2 separate regions of the Sus scrofa genome follow, and region 2 is linked to region 1. A link is a contact called in public Hi-C data. All regions are on one chromosome and are shown on one strand. The core of a region is the stretch at or near the end of the contact, and the rest is flanking DNA. Distances in the headings are between cores, read along the strand shown.

The links. Hi-C and Micro-C count contacts between places; a contact is called where the count stands out from the background.
Region 2: a contact with region 1 is called in a Hi-C map of skeletal muscle, with 7 times the contacts expected there. The contact joins the promoter of TFE3 here to the promoter of GRIPAP1 in region 1. A contact is called at or near these places in 1 of 5 promoter capture datasets (liver), 11 of 47 Hi-C or Micro-C datasets (blood, brain, embryonic fibroblasts and 5 more) and 2 of 2 datasets of contacts at active chromatin or transcription factors (alveolar macrophages and skeletal muscle).

The regions. Positions count from the first base shown.
Region 1 is chrX:43,067,676-43,072,124 of Sscrofa11.1, forward strand. It overlaps GRIPAP1 (GRIP1-associated protein 1), which reads right to left and starts at 2,688. Exons shown (of 26, transcript XM_021080663.1): 1 at 2,616-2,688. The coding sequence starts at 2,657.
Region 2 is chrX:43,114,319-43,118,767 of Sscrofa11.1, forward strand. TFE3 (transcription factor E3) reads right to left here and starts at 2,059. Exons shown (of 10, transcript XM_003135074.6): 1 at 1,640-2,059. The coding sequence starts at 1,755.

The sequences.
Region 1 (4,449 bases), core at 1,438-3,937:
CTCGGCCCATCCCACCTTCTCCACTTTTGCTGATTTATTGTTATTTTTTTCTAGGGCCGCACCTGAGGCATAGGGAAGTTCCCAGGCTAGGGGTTGAAAACAGGAGCTACAGCTGCCGGACTAGGCCACAGCCACAGCAACGCCACATCCGAGGTGCATCTGCAATCTACACCACAGCTTACAGCAACGCCGGATCCTTAACCCACTGAGCGAGGCCAGGGATTGAACCCGCATCCTCATGGATACTAGTCCGATTCACTGCTGCTGCGCCACAACAGGAACTCCTCCAGTTCTGTTTATAACCACAGCCAGCCTCACCTCTCTATCTCCCTGCTGCCTCCATCTCTCCCCTTCCAATCCACTATGCTCACGTGGGTTCCATGGCTCTCCAGGCCCACAGGATAAAGTTCTGCCCCCTCGCCTCAGCTGCCTCATCACACACCCAATACTGTTCTATCTTCTGTCAGAGGCATTGTCCATCCTCTTGGCCAGACTAGGGGGCCAGGGATTGCCTTCTGCCCTCTTTCCCAAGGGAAGAGGGCCTCGGATTATGACCAATCTCACTGAGTAAAAGGGGGCTGCCCAGGGTCCCTACCTACAAGGCTCTCCAAATATGTCCAGACCCCTTTCAAGAATTGAGGAAAAGTTGGAGTTCCCGTTGCGGAGCAGCGGAAATGAATCCGACTAGGAACCATGAGGTTGCGGGTTTGATCCCTGGCCTCGATCAGTGGGTTAAGGATCCGGCGTTGCCATGAGCTTCGGTGTAGGTCACAGATGCGGCTTGGATCCCCCATGGCTGTGGCTGTGGCGTAGGCCAGCAACTGTGGCTCCAATTCGACCCCTAGCCTGGGAACCTCCATATGCCACAAGTGCAGCCTTAAAAAAAAAAAAAATTGAGGAAAAGTAATGTATGGGCCATTCCAAACAGCATACCCCTCCTTACTACCCTTCCGGGGCACTGAGGTCAGTTCTTTCCAGAACCGCTATCCCTTACTCCACCAGGACTTTTCCCTCTCTTCCATGGCGCCAGCCTCCATCCCGGGGTGGTCTACTAAAGGAGACAGCACAGAACCTCTATAGAAGCTTCTTGCCCCTGTCCTCTCTCGGATTCTGTGATCTGTCTCCCTTGTCCTGATCCAACTGGAACACCGCTGGCACCCACTTCAGAGGCCCTATCCAGCAGTTCCCATTGTGGCGCAGCAAAAACGAATCCAACTGATATCCATGAAGATGTGAATTCAATCCCTGGCCTCACTCAGTGGGTCGGGATCCAGCGTTGCTGTGAGCTGTGGTGTAGATCGCAGACTCAACTCGGATGTGGCGTTGCTGTGGCTGAGGTGTAGGCTGGCAGCTGTAGCTCTGATTCGACCCCTAGCCTGGGAACTTCCATATGCCATGGGTTTGGCCCTGAAAAAAAAAGTTCCTATCCATCAGAGCCCAATGGTTTTCCCATCACTCATGGCCAATGGAATCAATCTTCCTCACTCAAGAGTCCCCTATACCCCTCGAGACCTCTAATGGAATGGCCCTATATCCTTCAGGGTTTTTCCCCAAACAAGGCCTTGGGTGGGTCGACTGGATTACGCGGAATACCTGCACAAGTTACAGAGCCCTTCCCCTTTTATGGTCCAATGACCTCGCCCTTCCACCCTCAGGGTCCCTCACACAGTAACAACTGGTTTCCTTCATTCAAGGACCAACAGATGACCTGTCCTTACTTGGAGTCCCTCCTGTCCTCCACAGGACCCTACCAGAGGTTTCTACCTTTCAGAGTCTCCCCACTCACTAAACCCAATGGTCTTCCCCAGTTAGGAACTCTCGCAACAAGGTCCCACTTTGGCCTGTCATCTCACCTCAGAGTCTCCCCCAAAAGAATCAAGTGGTCAGAGTCCTCAGCTAGGGTACCTCCCTACAGAGCAGTGATGTCCCCTCCACGCGGTGCAAGGGATCACTCTTTCACCTCCTCTGGTCTCTCACCAAAAAGGATTAATGGTATTACCCATTCACCCCAGGCCTAATGGGATCACGCCTCATCATCCAATGGTACTGCCCTCTCTTGGGATCCGCTACACCCCTCTCGCACAGAAGCTCCATTTCCCAGGAACAATGACAACATGTGGGGTCTTTCCCCTGTCCCCTGACACAATGGTATCTCCCACAAAAACGTCCACCTCCCACCAGCAATGGTATTGCCCTCTCCAGAGCTCCCCCCACCATGACGCAAACAGCCCAACGCCCGCTTCCTTCCTCTCCAGACAAAATGGTTTCGCCCTCTCAGGATCTCCTTCCCTCAAAGCCCAACATTATCATCGCCCACCCAGGTGTCCCCCGCACGGGCCCAAAGGTCTCGTCCCCCCCAGGTCTGAGTAAGGTACCGCCCACGCTAGGACTCTCTCCTCCGCCCACAAGGCTAACAGAATCCAACCCCTCAGAGCCCAACAGGATCTCAGAATCCAGTAGTATCAGCACTCGGAGCCTCAGTTTCCCTTCCCCAGACCAACCCCTTAGACTCAAGATCCATCCCAACCAACCCCTGCCCAGACCCATGGCACGACTTCTCTCTTTCCCGCCCCCTTGTCGCCTAGCCCGGTGGTCTTTTCCCCGGTGAGCGGCACCTGCATCCGCTGAAACTCCTCTTCAGACAGAGCTTGCGCCATGTTCCTCCCCCCCACCCCCCCTACAGCTTTCTGCGCAGACGCAGTTTGTCCCTCCTGTCATTAGAATTAAGGTCGGACCAAACCACTGGGCAGGAAGAGAGGGGGAGAAGTCTACTCCGGAAGTCCAGCGTTTTGGAAACTGAGAGAAGCGGAGGAAACCGACAGGTTAGGTGAATTGCAATGTAATATTTTACCAGAACCTATGTCATTTGATCTGGATTTTAAGCTCTCACAGACTACCCATTGTGATGCGACACTATGGCATCCCTGTGTCATCGGTGGACTCGTCGCTAAGGAAGTGTTTGCCGACCGAAAATGACACTTCCGCGGTACTCCTTTAAGGAGGATGGTTGACTTAATGAAAGCGGAAGCCTTGCGCTGATCTTGTTCCCGCCCTCCTCCGGGTGACCCCATAAGGGAATCCCGCCCCTTTGAAGCCTCTGGCGTTTTTTTTTTTTTTTTTCCTCTTTAAAGCTTTGACACTGATTTTCTTAACACGCTGCTGTCGTTAGGTGAAGGGCTTAGCCACTAATAAATATAAAATACCTATGAGGAAACAATGGCAGTGAATCAAACGAAAAATCTTCATTTAAAAAACAAACAAAAAATAGGATGGCAGAACACCAGGAACATTCAAATAAGTATTAAAATGCATTATAAGTCTCTCTTTTGCTTATAAGCCTCTCCAAACCCTGTCAGGCAAGCAGTAGTTTTTATTTGGGAAAGAGAAAAATTAGAAAGCATGTTAAGCGGCAACGTATTTGTATTAGGATACGCCCCATTTTCCTTAGCTTTCTTTTGGCAGGGATAACTTAATTTTGATGCCATTTTAAGCATTCAGAAAAGCAAGAACAGTACGAGGAAATTCTTTGTACCCTTATGCCAGATTCATCAATTGTTTACATTTTTCCACCTTTTCTTTATCATTTTCTCTCTCTCTCTCTATATATATATATAAAATTTTTGAACCCTTGGCTTCAGCATCCATCAATGATTTTTCTAACATCAACATTCCTTTCATATTTGTTAGTTATTATTCTACCATAAGGAAAAGCTTTCTCTTCTTCCCCATTTATGTATTTTTATCTGTACAGACATAATTCTTACTTTATTCAATGATTTATAATCAATAACTATCATTTTTTCATTTGATGCTCAAATTGTCCTAGATTTGGCCAGTGGGAGCTCTTTCAAGTTGGCTTTGTGTCCCTTTGACATGCCACCATCATTTTATTTATTTATTTATGTTTATTTATTTTTTGCTTTTTAGGGCCCCACCCACAGCATATGGAGGTTCCCAGGCTAGGGGTCGAATCAGAGCCATAGCCACTGGCCTACACCAGAGCCACAGCAATGCGGGATCCAAGCCGAGTCTGCAATCTACACCACATTTCAGCCCAACCATACAAGATTCATTCTAGCTTTCTCACTTTCCATATTTGTAAATCCCTTCTCCGGCAGGGAAAAAACCTAGCTCCCATTATCCAAAATAAATTTTCTTCTTTGTGTAATCATATAATCTACATTAAGTAATTCCAGAATTGCCCGCCCGTAAGAGTAGGAAAAACAAGTCTACCAGCAGTTCCCTGTGGCTCAGTGAGTTAAGGATCTGGTGTTGTCACTGCCGAGGCTCTGGTTATAGCTAGGGCGTGGGTTCCATCCCTGGCCAGAGAACTGCATGCTGCAGGTGCAGCCAAAAAAAACCACAACTAATCTACCAACTAGGGGCCAATTCCTTTTTTATTTTTTATTTTTGGCTGTGCCATGTGGACAATTCCCAATTCGCCAGGAT
Region 2 (4,449 bases), core at 809-3,308, 46 kb after region 1:
ACGATCTGGATTTACAAGAGGGAGAACTGGAGTGGAGGATCACTTTGTAGGAACATTCTTCTCTAGGTCAGAGGAGCCTGCCCAGCGCTCTCCTGGTTTTTTGGATAAATCGCAACACAAACACACCTTCCATACCAACACCCACAAGCACCCAAAATAATAAGCCAGGTACACCCCTCCCTTTCAACTATTCCCACCACTATCATGATCCAGGTCGTTATAAAAGCAGTAGGAGATGATGGTAAATTGTTATGATGGAAAGGCTCCTGGCTCAACCCTCCATGCCAGCTGCAAGACCCTAAAGTGTGAGGGCCACTAACATGGGGGCACATGGACATGCATCCCTGAATTTTGTCAGAAGATCTTGAATCCTCAGACTGTGGTTGACTTCACTTGACAAGAATTCTTGCCCCTCCCCAAGGATCTGTCTTCCTTTCTTTCTTCACCCACAGATGGGGCCCTAAAACCACCCAGGAAGTCGGGAAGAGGAAGCTCGGGGAGCTGCTGAGCTAGGCACAATCCCAGCCAGAAAGTAGGCAAAGCCCCCCTCCCATGCTCTCATCCTGGAAGCGGTGGGCACTAGACTGAGAGGGCTGGGGCTTACAGGCCTGTTGATAGAAGTGAGGCTGAGAGGTCAGAGAAGAACTACCCAGCCAGGGATGGTGCAATTGGTGCTCATTCCAGCTCTGGGGTCAGATTCAAGATTGTCTCCAGGGCCTGAGAGACAGACAAGGAGGGCGAGATAAAAAAAAAAAAAAGTACCTGTGTCTGAGTGTGTGTGTGTGTGTGTGTAGGGGGTGAAAAGGGCTGGCTGAGAGGCTAGGGCAGGTGGCCTCAGGAACAAGATCCTCCTCTGGGTTCCCCAATAAGGTCTGATGAGGCCTTCAATGAGTTAAGTGTTAGCACCACCTCCATTGCCTGTCTGTCTGACTGACTCCCATTCAAGCCCCTGTTGAGGGTGTGAGAAGAGGACTTTCCCACTATCCCTTGGATCTGACCCAGCTGGACGGGTGGGCAAGTGGAGGGATTATTCTGATCAAGTCTTGATGAATGTTGCTTTTCTTGTGCACTCGCACACACTCCCAAGGCTGGTCCCACGCAGCATATCTGAGATAGCCCCAAATCCCTTCAGAGTCAAGTTTCCCCAAACACAGCCTCCAGCAACCAGCCACTGGGAGTCACCAAGCTCCTGAGACAGCACCTCTGACTCCTAGGACCCTCTCTCTGAGGGGAAAAGAAGCCTTAAAATCAGTACCTCACTTACAGAGTGGCCCCTTAAATTCATTCTCCTCATACCTGACTCAAGAATCCCAAATTCAACCTCTAATCAGAGTCTCAGTCCCTGAAGTTCAGCGACGTTAGACCAGTTTGTGGACACAACAGAATCAGTCCCTCTAGACCCAGTCAAGGGCCCCCCAAATCTGAACAAGGCCTCTCTTAATGTACTTCCACGACTCCTTTAAGCCTCAGTCCAAGCAGGCCACCGCCAGATTCCTTAGGTGCCCCCCCCAAGTCGGGCGCCCCGACGTCCTCCAAGCCTAGGCCAAGGGCCTCCGATCACAGTCCTGGGCCCCCGCTGCCCCCAGATCAGGCCCCCGGGAACCCCAGTCAGCACTACCGGTCCCAGGCGGCCCCGCACCTGAGCAGCTGGGCCGAGTCGGCCGGCCTGCGCTCCTCCAACAGCACGAACACGGCTCGAGGGCCCTCCGCGCTGGCCTCTACGCCGTCCCGAGCTGGCTCGGCCGCATGAGACATGACGCCCGGCCCCGGGCGAGCCCTGCCAGGCCGGTCGGGCCTCGGCCCGGTCCCCCCAACAAAATAAGAGTCCCCCTCCCCCGCTCGCCACCGCCTCCTCCGCTAAGCCATGGAGCGAGCTCTGCGCCGGCGGGCGGCGTCGGGGAGATGGGATGGGCCGTGAGTCATCCCCCGCCCTAAACGGACCGACACCCCCCCCAACCTAACCCCGGACGACCGCCTTCCTCCCCCTCGTCCTCTTCCCCCTCCTCCCTGGGCTGGGGAAACTCCACAGGAAGTGACCGCATGATGGATAGACAGCTCGCCGGGCCACGCCCTCTGGGTGAGACGACCAATCGTCGAGGGATGTTTCAAGGGCCCGCCCTAAGCTACGCCTCCGAAGCCAAAAGAAGACTAGATTCGGCAGGCCCTTTTTCCGAGAAGGGGGCACCTAGGCCACGCCCTCAGAGAGAGGCAAATCAATGAGAGGTAATTTGATTGAGTCACGCCTCTTCTTCTCAAATTATCCCTCCGCAAGATAGTAAGCCGCTCCTTAGGGCCTCTGCGCCTGCGTACTGAAGCCCGGTCGGCGCGCGGAGGCTCTCCAGGCTACGCTTCTAGCTGCGGAATCGCGCCCTCTCTCGGCCAGCATTCGTAATATCCACTCTCCAGACCGCGCTCCAACCTTGATCTAGCGGTGCCTGCTAAGCCAAAGCCTAAGCCTTGAGGCCTAGGCAGCTACGTTCCCTTGAATTGCGCACCAGAAACCCTGCCCTCTCGGTACCTACAGTCCAGCGATCCAGCTGGTCTTCCAGGAAGCGCTCCGTCTGCTCTTTGTTGTTCAGAGCGGTTGTTGTACTAGGTCGTTGTGCTACACTGTAGGTGCTTAGTAAAATCCTTGACGGATGGCTGAATGAGTGGAAAGATGGACATTAGATCCGCTCCCTTCGGTGGATGACTTCTGTTGTTATACAGAACTGGGTTTGGATATGGACAAGGGACTTACCCTCTCGGAGCCTCAGCTTTCTTGGCCGTCAAATGGGGGTCTTAATACCTGTCTGGCGACATTTTTATAGGGAGTAGAAGTAATTTATGAATAGTGCTAGCAGATTTTTTGGTATACAATAACCTCTCCAAAAATTCATTGATTCAGGAGTTCCCATCGTGGCGCAGCGGAAACGAATCCAACTAGGAACCACGAGGTTTCGGGTTTGATCCCTGGCCTCGCTCAGTGGGTTAAGGATCCGGTGTTGCGGTGAGCGTGGTGTGGGTCGCTGACGCCCCCCGGATCTGGCGTTGCTGTGGTTGTGGCGGAGGCCGGCAGCTGTAGCTCCAATTAGACCCCTAGCCTGGGAACCTCCATATGCCTCGGGTGCGGCCCTAAAAAGACAAAAATAAAAAAATTGATTCACTCATTTGTGCACTGGTACAGCAAACATTGATTGAGCTCCTCTGTGTGCTAAATGTATGCAAGTTGGCTTGCACACAGCGGAGGGTCCCACTCACACCTTCAGGTGCACAGTCAACTCACAAAACACCAGGACCAACAACCTTCCCTAAATTCTTCCCAGCATCCCAAGACCATGCCCATCAGTTGCACCACTGGGAACTTCACTGAACTTCCATTTGCCTTGTACCTTTCTGTATTGGCACCCTTATTTCCCTTATTATCAAGTCGACTTGGTAAACACGAACGTCCCCATACACACACACACACACACACACACACACACACACATATCATCATCATCCACATAACAAAGGTGACAATTCTTCCCCAAACTAATCTTTCACAAAATCAATATGGTACCAATACAAATTCCAAAACGGGGAGTTCCCACTGTGACACAGTGGGTTAAAGATGCCACGCAGCGATTCAGGTTGCTGTGGAAGTGCTGGTTGGATCCGCAGCCCTGCACAGTGGATTAAGGTTCCAGTGTTGCCACCGCTGTGGTGTAGGTGGCAGCTGTGGTTCGTATTTGATCCCTAGCCTGGGAACTTCCATATGCTGTGGGTGCATTCATAAAAAAAATTTTTTTGGAGTTCCCCTTGTGGCTTAGCAGTAACCAACCTGACTAGTATTCATGAGGGCGTGGGTGTGATCCTTGGCCCTGCTCCCTCAGTGGGTTAAGGACCTGGCGTTGTGGTGAGCTGTGGTGTAGACCTCAGACTTGGCTGGGATCTGGCATTGCTGTGGCTGTGGCATGGGCTGGCAGCTGCAGCTCCAATTCAACCCCTGGCCTGGGAACCTCCATATGCCTCAGGCGTGGCCCTGAAAAATTTAAAAAATGGAACTTGAGGACCTGATGTTAAAATTCCTACGTTGCCTTAAATATGTAAGCGTATCTAATTTTATAAAAGAAGAAGAAAGATGAAGGCATCATTTTACCAGATTCAAAATATATGACAAAGCTCTAGTAATTAAAACATTGTAATATGCAAGTAGGAATAGAAAACTACATCGATGGTACGGAAAAAAAAAATCCAAAACTCGACCTAGGTGTTTGTGGGAATCAGTAAATGACAAAACTGTTATGTCAAGTCACTGGGAGAGAGATGGACTATTTCCTAAAATGGTTTGGGGAATCTTTTGGGGGGAAGGATTAGATTCCTAATTTAGTCAGTTCAGAAAAGTTAATTCCAGATTGGCTAAAAACCTTAACTTTAAAAAGAAAAACTGTAAAAAAAATATCAGAACAGGCATTCCCATGGTGG